Regions from separate parts of the Mus musculus genome. Here region 1 is linked to region 2. Evidence: chromatin contacts called from public Micro-C data. All regions are on one chromosome and are shown on one strand. The core of a region is the stretch at or near the end of the contact, and the rest is flanking DNA. Distances in the headings are between cores, read along the strand shown. Region 1 overlaps B3galnt2 (UDP-GalNAc:betaGlcNAc beta 1,3-galactosaminyltransferase, polypeptide 2). Region 2 has its middle 63 kb from the start of Gng4.

Region 1 (2,768 bases), core at 98-2,597, 120 kb after region 2:
CATATGATACCGTCTTTCCCATTCCCTATCCCCTTTCCCCCTACCTCCGGTACACTACACGAGCTCCTGCTTCAGAGCCTTTGCTCTTGCTTTGACCGCTCTTTCACTACATGTCTCCATGGTAGCATTCCTTCAAGTCTCTGGTAGATTCTTCTCTAGCTGACAGTCTGGGATTAGATAGCACTCCACTTCTCCATCCCTGGCTTCCCTGCTTGACTTTATTATTAGATGTATCACCAGCTGGCATGTGTAGTACATCTATAAGTCACTCATCATTCCCCTAGGAGGTGGGCTCTTTGATTTTATCTCCTGGTAGATTCCCCAGGATCTCTAACCTAACTTGGCCAAGAATAAAATAGATATTTAACAACAATTGAGTGAATGCCTTGGAACTAAAAATAATGAGTATAATTTATACCAGAAATTCATTTGCCTTTGAAGCAGTTACTTAAATGAAATAAACTTGTGGTTTGTTTTCTGAAAATAATGGATAATCTATATAAAAACAGATTCAAGACCAAAAGTAACTTTCTAGGGCATAGTAGTTATATGAATTTAGTAAGGTTATTAAGATAAATAAAGAAGACGAGTATCATTTAGTTAGCATATTCATGTAAAAACAGTGCATTCTGTGGTTATGGAATTCTTTGGTATCTTGTGTTTTAACAAAGGAGTCAAACATGTTATTTATATTATGAGGACTGTGTTTGATTTCAAACCTCTGTAATAGGCTGTAGTTTATCACTTTAATGTATCCTAAGCAGGTAGTGCACTGTGTGTGCTAGAACACAAAGGTGCAACTGGAGTCTAGGGGACTTGAAGTTTAGTACATATAGGTAGGTTGATAGTACAGTATAGGGTACAATGGAGATATATGTAAAATAGCCTGGAATAGCCTGGAGAGCTGGTTCAGCAGTTAAGAATACTTGCTGCTCTTCCAGAGAAACCTGAGGTCTGATTTCCCACACCTTCATCTGGTGCCTTGCAACCTCCTGGAATTCCAGCTCCAAGAAATCAACTCCCTTTTCTAGCCTTTGCGGGCACACTCATAGGCAGTGCAGGCAGGCAGACAGAAGATGATAAAATCAGTCTTTTTAAATAACCCGGAGTGCTTGAGAACATCAGTCACATGTAACCTGGGGTTCTGGGAGGTGAGTGCTGGAGCAGAGGCAAAGCCTAGGAAGGCAGAAAACAAGAGGACACAATAAAAGTGGGGAAAGGAAAGGAGGAAAGGCCTGTGTCTGTGAGAGGTCAGCAGTCTCCTGCATAGCTCATGGCAAGCAGGTGTGTAGGAGCAGACTTGTTCAGACAAGAACTCTGAGGGGTGTGACTACTTCGTAGTGACTCATCAGAATCTGTAGAGGGAACAGGAGGTGTCTGACTTGAGAGTTGTGAAATCCTCAGGCAATGTGCTAAGTATGACGAGAAGAAAAAAAAAGCTCAGCTGAGGGTGCTTGAGCTCAGGCACCCTCAGGCTATGGTGTACTCTGTAAATGTTTATTGAATGGCTCCCTGAAAAAAAAGTGTATTCTTATGTACCTAGGTTTATCACAATTTTATTGACATAAAGACTTATAGCACATAATTGATAGTTAATAACATGTAGTACTCTGTAAAATTAGTAAATTCTATTTGGTCAGTTAATTTTCATAAAATGCTTCTATTTTTCCAGAACATTAAATTTGTAATAAATTTATGGGTGTAATCACCAAAGCCATATAGCTCTGAAGTAAATATTTTAGGTTAAAGAATAAGACTTAAGTCTGAAGAGGGAGCTCTACTTGCTCTGCTAGAGAACCCAGGATCAGTTCTAAGCGCCCTCATGGCAGTTCACAACTGTCTTGTAATTCCAGTCCCAGGGGACCCACTACCTTCTTTTGACTTCATGGGAACTACATTGCATGTGGCACCCAGATGTTCATGCAGGCAAAATACCCATACACATAAAAATAATGTTCAAATTTTTTTCTGCTAAGATATGTCAGTATTTATTCTTAGTCAGTGAAGTCAGTGACTTCTTTGTTGGATCATCTAATAGTTTTTGGACATTGAAAACCTATTCAGCCGGATGTGGTGGCACACGCCTTTAATCCCAGCACTTGGGAGGCAGAGGCAGAGGCAGGTAGAGAAAAAGAAAACCTATTCCTATTTTTTTAGTACTGTTCAGAAAGTAAAGGCTGGAAATGTATTACATGTAGGCTTAATCTGCACTAATAACATTTTCTCATAGTCTAGAGAAACAGTGATACAAGAAATCGAGTCCTTATTGTTTATCAATTTCTGTGGTTTAGATATTTTCACAAAGGCCAACTACTATGATGTAATTTCAAGCAACTAATGTGAAGTAATTGGGCACAGAATTGTAAAGAGATACAGCATGACTATTCCATCCAGTAGATAAAAGTATAAATAACCTTAGTAAGAAACCCAGGAAGTGGAGAACTTAGTGTTTCCTTGTTTTAAATATATTTAGTTGTTTCTGTAAATTAATAAAGACTGTACTTAACCATTTACAAAATTTGTTGAAAATTTGACAACTGGTTCTCTTAAGCTAGCACTTTAGAACTCAGCTCCTTGTGGGTAATCTAGATGACAATGCCAAAAAACTTGAGGATTGAGTACTTGGAAGTTGTGTTGACACTAGATGTTCAAGTTTAAGAATCATTCTTGGACCAGTTATAGCCTTAGGGATAAATAAGTGTTGCCAGAGGATAGAGAGAAGAATGAGTAGACCAAAGAGAGATGAAGGCAATAGGTAACCTGAGTAA
Region 2 (2,700 bases), core at 8-2,507:
ATCTACTGTGCATGCTTATTTATTCTTATTAATGCAGCTACAAAATGTAGCAGTGCAGTCCTCTCAGGTCACCTTTCTTGAGGAAAGATGCCTTTGTTGTTTTTGCAACAAATGACAGACTTCCAAGCTGATGCTATCAGTACAGCTTGTTCACCAGAAGAGCCATCCCTTGAGGAAAGCCTAGATGATGCATGGCATGTTTTTTAAAATAATTTTTAAAACACTGACATTTTAAATAACTTAAAGCGCAGACACTTGCTAGAGGCCTGTCCCAGCCTTAGGGGAGCAGTTCTGGGGTGGAACCCAGAGTTGGCTGAAGGCTAAACAACTGAATGATCTCTGGCCTTATAATCTTTCCAGTTGTGCTTCAATAAGCTCTGGTCTTTTAGTCTCTAGCTTTCTTATTACTGTAGATGTTTACAGACACACCAGAAGAGGGTTGCGAGCCATCCTGTGATTGCTGGGAATTGAACTCAGGACCTCTAGAAGAGGAGTCAGTGCTCTTAACCGCTGAGCCATCTCTCTAGCCCCAGATGCTGGTTTCTTATTATTTGTGCTTAAATATAAATGCTGATTTATTGTGAATAGTTTATGCTGTTTAGCAGTGGGGAATTAAGTAAAGGATTAATTGTTAGTGTTCCTTGCTCTGGCAAGCCAGCCAGAAGCCCCTTACTGGCCAGGCAAGAGGCTCAGAGCTTGTTATCCTTTACTGAACCAGAGAGAAGAGAAAAGGAAAGACGTCACTTACACAAACAACACACACACCAGATGAAGCTGGAAATGGCTACACCACCTTTTTTTAAGTTACTTTCAGCTTTTTATAGCTTTTAGCCAAAATGTTCTCTGTGTAAGAAAAAATTACCTCATAGAAAAAATGTTACAAAGACAAGAAAAGAATTAAAATCCTTTACAAGGGCAATATGCACAGAGGCACACCCATTCATACACACACATTCTGCTTGGGCCTGACCACGTGTTTCATCTACTCCACAAGTGTTTATGCATACCTTCACACAGACAAACAGACATACATACATACATTTGATGGATGGAGCTGAGCCCCAAATGCCATACACAGACATTTGAATGGATGGATAGGGCAGAGCTCCCAAGCCACCACCTTATTTCTATTCTCTGGCCTTTTTATAGACAAAAATTCTTAGAAAATTACTTCATAGATAAAATGTTACAGAAAAGGGAAGTTACAAAAGGATGTTGATATTAAGTTCAAACCGGTGTTTATTCTGAAAGTTCAATATAAGTTTAAAAGTTCCACTTTATCGTGGTGCACACCTGTGGCTTCATCCTTAGATCTGACCTAGAATGAAGGTTTTTCCTTGATCACAAATTTGTCCCAAGCCTATTTCTCTTTTTAGTGTAATTGTGAAAGCTCATTGTATGCCTTATTGTGCAGTCATTACTACTATTTTAAGAGGAGTGGGCACATTCTATTCTTGATTCTAACTTTATTATATCTTTCTGGCAAAACAACTAAAACCATTTTTTAAAACTTTCTAAAATTATTTGAATCAAGTCAGGAATTCTATAAGATAATTCTTATAGATTAAATCTTACCTTGGACAAGCTTAGAAAGTAGTCTGTTCCTTTCTCTGGAAAACAAGTTCAAGGCAGTTTTTTGTTTATTTGGTTGGTTTTGGTTTTGGTTTTTTGAGTGTGTGCAATTTTGGCTTTTGGGTAGATGAAAGTTTTAGAAGTGGGGGCCTCTTAAAAGTTGTGGGATCTTTAAAAAAATTCTCATCAGTGTGTAATGGTAGTGTTCTTGGTACCACTTAGTAACAATCAATTCTTGAAAGAAAAATTTCATTTTAAGCCCTTTCAGAGGCACAGATACAGGGCAGTGCTTCCCTACCAGGGAGAATTTCACCCCGCAGGGGACACTTTGGCAGTATTTAGAGAAGTTTTTTTTTTTTTTTTTTTTTTTTACTTTCTCTCATGTGCATGTGTGATGTGCACTCATGTATATTGGAGATTCAAGGCTGATGCTTTGCGTCTTCTTTTTTAAATCTTATTTGTTGAATCAGAGTCTTTCAGTTGAAGTCATAGCTCTCCTGTATGGCTAGTCTAACTAGCCAGCTTGCCCAGGCAAACCATGCCTGCCTTCCCTGCATTAGAAATATAGGCAGGCTGGCACCCCTACTTGGCATTTATGTGGATTCTGGGGATCTGAACTATGATTCTTATGCCTGTGTGTGTGGCAAGATCTTTAGCCATTAACCTATTTCTCCAGCCCCAAGAGACATTTTTGATTGTATGGCACAGGAGGGGATGTTGCTGGCTCTGGTGGCTAGAGCCCTAGAAGTGGGTTGTGTTCTGTTCTTCCATTCCTGGTCCCTCCCAGTGAAGAATCACTTGGTTCACAGTGTCCCTAGTGCTGCTACTGAGATACTGGTGCAGGACACAGGGTGACAGAGGACAGTCTTTTCCTCAGAGGTTGCACAGAACTTTTGGGTCAGGTTGGACACAGCCTCTTGAGGAAACACAAAAACTAGGACATAACTGAACAAGAGCTGAGTGTGAAGCATGGCCTGTCCAGTTCTTTCTCTAATGCAAGTCTCACCAGAATTATTCTGTGCTTGAATTTCATTAAAACTTAACTATTTCAAGCTCCTTTTAAAGGTGTGTGTGTGTGTGTGTGTGCGTGTGCCGTGTGCGTGTGCGTGTGTGTGTGTGTGTGTGTGT

What was found. A called contact is a pair of places that touch in the nucleus more often than the background predicts.
Region 1: a contact with region 2 is called in a Micro-C map of the G1E-ER4 cell line, with 10 times the contacts expected there. The contact joins two enhancer-like sites. A contact is called at or near these places in 11 of 484 Hi-C or Micro-C datasets (the G1E-ER4 cell line, differentiating embryonic stem cells, embryonic stem cells and 4 more), 2 of 115 datasets of contacts at active chromatin or transcription factors (embryonic stem cells and epiblast stem cells) and 1 of 9 other capture datasets (adipose tissue).

The regions. Positions count from the first base shown.
Region 1 is chr13:13,967,629-13,970,396 of GRCm38.p6, forward strand. The region is part of intron 2 of B3galnt2 (UDP-GalNAc:betaGlcNAc beta 1,3-galactosaminyltransferase, polypeptide 2); the gene reads left to right. Among named protein-coding and RNA genes, the nearest start is that of B3galnt2, 14 kb to the left of the region's middle. Within about 2 kb of position 1,348, at least 159 of the 459 cell types and tissues checked have an H3K27ac peak or open chromatin away from gene starts, as enhancers often do. A contact at or near this core is called in the G1E-ER4 cell line, where this site is marked.
Region 2 is chr13:13,846,169-13,848,868 of GRCm38.p6, forward strand. No RefSeq gene overlaps it. Among named protein-coding and RNA genes, the nearest start is that of Gng4, 63 kb to the left of the region's middle. Within about 2 kb of position 1,258, at least 6 of the 459 cell types and tissues checked have an H3K27ac peak or open chromatin away from gene starts, as enhancers often do. A contact at or near this core is called in the G1E-ER4 cell line, where this site is marked.